2 separate regions of the Mus musculus genome follow, and region 1 is linked to region 2. A link is a contact called in public HiChIP or PLAC-seq data. All regions are on one chromosome and are shown on one strand. Each heading gives the region's core, a stretch centred on a gene start, on an enhancer-like site or on the middle of the called end of the contact. The rest is flanking DNA. Distances are from core to core; before and after follow the strand shown. Region 1 has its middle 16 kb from the start of Sema3g. Region 2 holds the start of Capn7 (calpain 7).

The links. HiChIP or PLAC-seq counts read pairs in DNA pulled down with a chosen protein or histone mark.
Region 1: an H3K27ac HiChIP or PLAC-seq map of extraembryonic endoderm stem cells shows a contact between it and region 2. The contact joins the enhancer-like site here to the promoter of Capn7 in region 2. A contact is called at or near these places in 3 of 39 promoter capture datasets (the C10 cell line, neural stem cells and pre-B cells), 1 of 15 datasets of contacts at CTCF or cohesin (CD8 T cells), 11 of 484 Hi-C or Micro-C datasets (the AML12 cell line, the G1E-ER4 cell line, cortical neurons and 5 more), 10 of 115 datasets of contacts at active chromatin or transcription factors (the 230-238 cell line, the SCID.adh cell line, bone marrow-derived macrophages and 5 more) and 3 of 9 other capture datasets (adipose tissue, liver and pancreatic islet).

Annotation. Positions count from the first base shown.
Region 1 is chr14:31,231,926-31,235,438 of GRCm38.p6, reverse strand. No RefSeq gene overlaps it. Among named protein-coding and RNA genes, the nearest start is that of Sema3g, 16 kb to the right of the region's middle. Within about 2 kb of position 1,263, at least 35 of the 459 cell types and tissues checked have an H3K27ac peak or open chromatin away from gene starts, as enhancers often do. A contact at or near this core is called in the SCID.adh cell line, adipose tissue, bone marrow-derived macrophages and 3 more, where this site is marked.
Region 2 is chr14:31,334,820-31,338,242 of GRCm38.p6, reverse strand. It overlaps Capn7 (calpain 7), which reads right to left and starts at 1,605. Exons shown (of 21, transcript NM_009796.3): 1 at 1,260-1,605. The coding sequence starts at 1,361.

The DNA.
Region 1 (3,513 bases), core at 14-2,513, 100 kb after region 2:
TTCTTCTGATGTGCAAGCATGCATGCAGACAGAGTACTCATACATAAAAAAAATATAAAATGAATATTTATATATAATAATCCACTAAAGGCTACACACCACTCAGCTTTTCCTCATTTTTTTCTATATTTTTCTTTTTAATTTCTATCTAGGATACTACATAGCACCAAGTCATCTTTTTGTTTTGATTTAGTTTCCCTTTTTGAGACATGTTCTCACTATGCTGCCCTTGGATGGTCTGGAACTCGTATATAAGCCAGGCTGGCCTAGAACTCATCAAAATCCACCTGCCTCTGCCTCCTAAGTACTGAGAATAAAGACAGGTGCCACCATTCCCAGCCACATGAGTTATTGTTAGGTTCCTCTTGGAGGTGACAGCTTTTCCTGTAACCATTTTGTGGAGTACTAATTGGGTATTGTGCCTAGTGTCCCCTAACTGGGACTTATAACTTTCATCATGATCAGATCAGACTATGGTTCTGACCTCTGAAGACCACAGAGGGAAAGTGCGTTCCATCACATGAAGTTCCATGCTGTCAACAGGATCGAAGGCAGCGCCTGTCAGCTGTGCCCCTGTGCATGCTGCCGGCAAGGTATGGAGGACTTAAGCACCCTCCTCTCTGAGAGTGGAGTTCTGCACAGATTACCGCTCCTCCCCCACTCGTTTATTGACTCATTTGTATTGCTTATATCTTTACTGAGTATATGTATTGTGTTGTGATAGTCATCTGTTTTTCACCCCCCACCCCCTTCTGCCATTGCTGGTGCTCATTGAGCCCCACAGACCTGCAGCAAGAACCTGTCCGCATGGTTTTCTAGACCCACTTCACTGATTCACCCGCCCTCTCTCCTTGTACCAGTTACCACATTACCTGTGGTAGCTTTTGCTTAGGCTTGTCATCTGTGGCCTTTTTGGAAATAGGGCCCTGCACAGCGGGCCTCCCACAGCACCTCACCCATGGGCTTTCTGCTTTGGGTCCCCAGCGTGGAACCCCTGACTCTCATCCTCAGTCTGTTGAATGCCACCTCTTTGTTCTCACTGGATTCTCACTTGTGTCTCTGCTGGTGCCCTTGGAACCCATGTCCTCTGTCACTCCTACAACATTAGGTCTGTCTCTACTGCTGGATTGGAAACCCCTTGCAGTCCGAGACCGGCTTTGTTAGACATTCTTCATTCACGTTTGCTGCCGAGCCCAGAATTCCACCTTCAGAGGCAGTTTGTTCTCCATTCCCGCTGGGTTCTCGATCATGTTGTTCTGCTATTGCACACCAGAGGGCAGTGTTAGCAAGTTGAGGAAGGAGACTGTGCAATCTCTGTTGAGGATTACACAGCTTTAATGCTCCTCACTTGTTCTAGACACATTAGTTCAAGTTTATTCATGAGAGTATTTATGTTAGGCTTAGAGATGAGCATCAAAACGAACAACGACGCTGCTACATTTAGACAAGACTGTCTAGAAAAGCTCCTCTAGCCTCCAAGTGGCCTTCCCGACCCTGCTGTGACACCGCACCTCCACCAAATGGCCACTCCCATTCCCAAGGGATATGTGATATGGTTCTATGACCCTTCTGCATTGCCCTTCTACTACATATACATACATGCATGTACACACATGCAAACACAGAAAGGCACATGCCCACACACAGCCACCAGAGTCTGCCATTGATGGTCCAAAGACTCCAACCTCTACGGACAAGACAAGAGATGCTGTGAAAAGTAACATCTCTACTGGCCCTGATCTAAGGACACAGTGTCAACTTCCCCACCCCCAGCCCTTCCCCCACTGCCCCTACCCCTGCCCCGTGTTCCATGCTGACAGGAGGTGAGTCACGGCGTCATGGAGGCCACCAGATGAAAGAAGACTGCTTAGTGACCAAGCAAGGAAACCCCATTTTAAAGGATCAGAGATCACAAGGCCCAGAGTGGGGGTGAAGCCTCCCAGCCCCTCCCCCCTTGGCCCTGGCTTCTTGACCCTAGCCTGCACACATGCCTGATAAACAGGAAGACCTCCGCGCCATCAGTGTCCATCCGTCTAAGTGCATCTGAAACCTGTCTGAGCCTTCAAAGACATCCCTAGGCATCAGGATCATACTAGAAGGGACGCCATCCTCAAGGAAGCAATTCCCCATTGTGTTCCGTTCCTTGGGAATGGTGAATTTGTAAACAGGCTCTTACATTTAGACAAATCCTGCCCTGGCTTTGTGCTGGGGTGTTGTTTTTTTTCTCCCCTGAACAATGCCCTTTCCATTCGGGCCAGCCGTTCACACTATTGTCCAAGACCCTTGGACTACAGGAAACAGTGCCAGATTCTTATCTGCTGAGGCGGGTGGAGGTGGTGTGGACAATGACATCATGTCCACAAAACAGGCTGCTGTTCCGAATGTCATTCTTCTATATCTGTATCTGTGGGAGCAGAGCTGCCCTGACTTCCCAACAGGACAATCTGGACGTCATGTGTTCCTAGTACAGCCCCTTCTATTGGAAGGTAGACACCTGGATTCTGCATCGGGACTTACTTTTCATTAACCTCATCAGGTCATGGTTTTCTGATGGCCCTGGTTGTTCCTCTCCGTCCATGGGAAACACATATCGTAGTTGAATTAGCAACCTTGAGCCTAATCCTCCCCACATTCGCCATCAGCAGAGCTCCTGGGAACAGGCCGTCAGCTGGCTGCTGGAGGCCTACGGTTGGCGATCCCAGCCTCCCTTTCAGGCCTCCCTGGAGACCTTGCAGCAGGTCTTATTCCCAACAGAGGATGATTGAGGAACTAGAAATTTCCTTAATGAAACTGCAACTCAGAAAGTGAAAGGCTTCATTGTGAGGCCGCCTTGGAAGAAAGGGGGCCAAGGTGAACAGGCTGGGCAGTGAGAAGTGGGCACCAGGCCATTGCTGCCTTCCTCGTCTCCCATCTCCCAGAAAAGTAGGTGAGTCCGGAAAAGGAGCCAGGGTGGGACCCCGACAATCCCCAAGCTCCTTATCAGATCTTGTGTCCAAACCTGGCCCTGCCTACCCCTTTCCTTCCAAGTCTGTAGTCTTAGAAAAACACGGAGGTCCATTTTTGGGGTGTGTTCAAGCTTCTCCTCACAGCCCCTTCAGCCCAGGACACAAGCGAGCCAAGGCTGGCTCCTTATTGCAGATGAAAATTCGGCTGGTTCTGAGTCCTACCCCTCTCCTAGTTTTAAGAATATGGTACTACACGGAGGAACTTCCATTATTCGGCTGACAGGCACATGAGCTGATCTTCCAGGGCCTAAGTGGAGCCAGGCTGCCAGCAGCCTACATTGTCTAAAAGGAGACCATCTCCTGGTAGCTGCTACATGCCCACTCCTCAGGATTCTTGGGTGTCTAGGACCTGACCCAAGCTTGGCTAAATGAAAAGGCACAGAAGCCAATTGAGAGAGCAGAAGGGTCTGTTCGCGTTTGTTTTGACGGGCTCCTCACCGTCCCTGAGAAACCACTCTGTTCAATGTCACCTCGGGCTTGAGGTAAAACTCAGCCACCCCCGACCCCC
Region 2 (3,423 bases), core at 356-2,855:
TTTACATTGAGAAAGTCTTACAATGTAGCCTAAGCCAGGTTGAATTCAGTGATCCTCTTACCTCACTGTACTGGGGGTGGGAGGGTTTAAAAGCAAATTAGTAGGTGCCACCACACTAGGCTATATGGTAGTAGTTTGCTGACTTAGAATTTGCTGAAGTTGTTTCACAAAACTACAGCAGAATTTTCTTTTAAAGAACTATCACCTGGTAGTCAGGCATGGTGGCACATTCCTGTAAATCTCAGCAATGGGAAGGCTAAGGTAAGGGGAAGACAAATTTAAAAATAGCTTCCACTATATAGCAAGAACCCCGAGAACGAGGGCGACAGGGCAGGGAGACACCGACACAGACACAACACAGACAGATACACACACACACATACACACACACTCGGGTGTGGTAGGGAGGTAGGATTGTAAAATCAAAATTAAGAAACTTAAAACGAATGATCCTAAAACAAAAGTGTCTAAATATAAGGTAGGTTTTAAAATAAAAATAGTAAAATATTAGCAGAAAGCAAACCACGCTTTACTGATAACACGTAAGCATAAGGGGGAAATTTTTACTACTTCCGTATAATCAAGGAAAAGATGCCCATATCATGACGATACAACTGGAGGGGTGTGTTTGCAAACCTTCAGGACTGGAGAACACAGGATGAACTGCGGAAGTGCATACCCTTTGACAAGCAACTGTGCTCCCCATCATCCAAAACAAGTATCACATTTTTTTTAAAAAAAAGCTCTAAGGATTTTAACTGCACTACTTCAATGCTGGAAAGCCACAACCAAATACAGAACATGCTGTAAACGTAGCACATGCAAGCAACCAAAGGTTATCTAGGTACAATGCAGAAGTGAGATGTCAAAATAGTACAAACGATATGATTCAAGTTTGGGGGTAAGAAGGCGTGTATACACACATACACTCAGAAAAACAATCATGGAGACATACATCGAATGCTAGAGTACGATGAATTTTTTTCCTAATTTACTTTTTCTTTCTACCTGGAACGTGCACTATTAGCATATTCTGACGGATTACCCAAGGTTGGCCTCACATCAAGGGTTGCATCAAGGCCAACAGACAGCGAACAGGGTGTTCACTCCCCATCCCACCTCGGCCGCCACAAGCAGCAAAGCGGCGGGCATCTGCGGCCTGACAAGCCGGACAGCCCCAGCAGGACCCCGCCCCTCCGCCTTGGGTTCCGCCAACACTCGATCGGGTGACGCGGCCGGAGCCGAGTGCTTGTCCTCACCTTGTAGTAAAACACCGCCTCAGAGTAGCGGCCTTCGTGGTCGCGCTGCACTGCCAGCCGCGCGAACTGCACGGCGTCCCGCTCCAGCGCCGACGCGTCCATGGCGCCCAAGGCCCCACGCCGGGGGAGGCAGACAGGCCCTGACGCGGAACCCCGACGCCCGGAGGCACTGCGGCGAGAACTGGGGACCCCGCGGGTGGAGTGGCAAAGTTTACTTTCGAGGGCGGCGGAAGAGATGACGGAGCCCCACTACCTCAGACCCGCCCGGAGGACTGCGAGCTCCGAGCAGCCCGGGCTCGGAGCCCTCGCGGCCGCCCCCACCCCTCGCGTCCTTGCTCCGCCCATCAGCCGCATTGCGCAGGCGCAGTCGACCCCGGCCGGGAGGGGGAGCGCTCCCGCCGAAGCAGGCGGGGCTCAAGGCGATCGTAGGTGGGCGGGGCCAGAACAATGTCCAGTGGGATTGGACAAGAGGAAGCAGGTGCCAGGGCGAAGCTGAGGGCTCCGCTTCCGCCTGCTAGAAAGAAGGTGCCAGTGCCCAGGAGGTTGTTGGAGAGAATCAGGGGATGGCTTGAAAGGAGCATGCGCGTTATGGAGCCCTTGGTCCGCTAAGTGAGAAGGGTAGGCGGAAAGAAACAATCAGTAGCACCTCGTATTGCCAACTGGTTTAATTAGAAATAAAGATATGAAATGAGGCTAGGAGGTGCTTTTGAGATGCTCTGGTAATGTTCATTTGACAAACTAAAGTATGACCTTCTACGGCTCCCCAAGGCACACCGAAGTGTATTGTTTGAATTGTCTACAAACCAGATGATGTATTTTTGACTTGTATCTTAGGGCAAGTTGAAGGTTGTAATTACATAGTAAATGGTAGTGTGGTTGCTTTCTTTTATCCCCTTAAAAGTTTGAATTCAGCAGTGATGAAAATTAACTAATGGCAAGTGCCAGAACTTGGATGAGATTCAAAATCCATGCTGTGTCAAAGTAGCAAGTCTTGACAAAATTATACACTGTATGATCCCACACATAAGAAACATTAACGCAGCATATGGTGACACATTCCTGTAAGCCAGCAGTCTGGAGGCTGTGGTAAGAGGACTGGGCCAGCATGATCTACACAGCAAAAACCCTGAACGACCCCAGGAGGCATATGTCTGTTGTAGTGGAGCACTCTCCGTGCAAACATGAACACAAATCAGCTGGAGATATTGCTAAGAGTTGATTGTGAGCCTGGCTGTGGTGCTCGCTTTTAATCCCACCACTCCAGAGGCAGAAGAAGCAAATCTCTGAGTGCTTGGCCAGCCTGGTCTTCAGAGCTCATTACAGGATAGTAGTGTGGCCACACAGAGAAAACCTGTCTCAGGGAGAGAGAGAAAAGGAGTTGAATTGATTGTGATCCAGTCTAGAGTGGTATCAGCTGTCTTCAAGCTCAAGAAAGACTCCTTAGTGATGCTCATGCTGGTGGTTCAGGATATTCATTATCAAGGTCACAATGGGGTGGATGTTACTACTGAAACTGGTCAGTGTACAGCTAAAGAGGCTGTGGTCAGCATCCCTGAGCATCATGTGTGTCTCGACCCTCCACCTTGCTTGTGCCAGCTATGAATGTCTGTCGTCCCCTTCCTCCATTCTTACAATCTCAAGCCTTAGCAATAAGATTTTCTTCATACCAATCCCCTGAAGGGGCTTTTGTTCCATGTCACCATCCCCTAGAGAAGCTCTTAGTGTTTAGTCTTGGATGGCCCCTCACAAATGAATCATGAGACAGACAAATGATCTTGCAGATGGGTAGTTACACATTTGTTTGTTTGTTCACCAATTGAAAAGTATTTGCTTATACTCACACATGCTGGGTCCTTACCTGCCAAATTTCCCAAGTTTCATGAAGCTCCAAAAGTATGTTCATGAATCTAACTAAAAGGCAGGAAGTACTTTTACGGCTAAGTATTTTTCCCCTAGGTTTAAATGATGGCTCAGTGGTTAAGAGCATGTATTCTTGCACAGGATTGGGGAGGGATTCCCAACACCCACCTAATGGCTCACAACCTCTGAACTTCCAATTTCAATGGCCTCTTCTAATCTCCAAGAACATACACCAGTCACACACCAGACTACAGTGGAGCAAAATGTTCATACACATATATAAATCTCAACATAAAAAATTTTT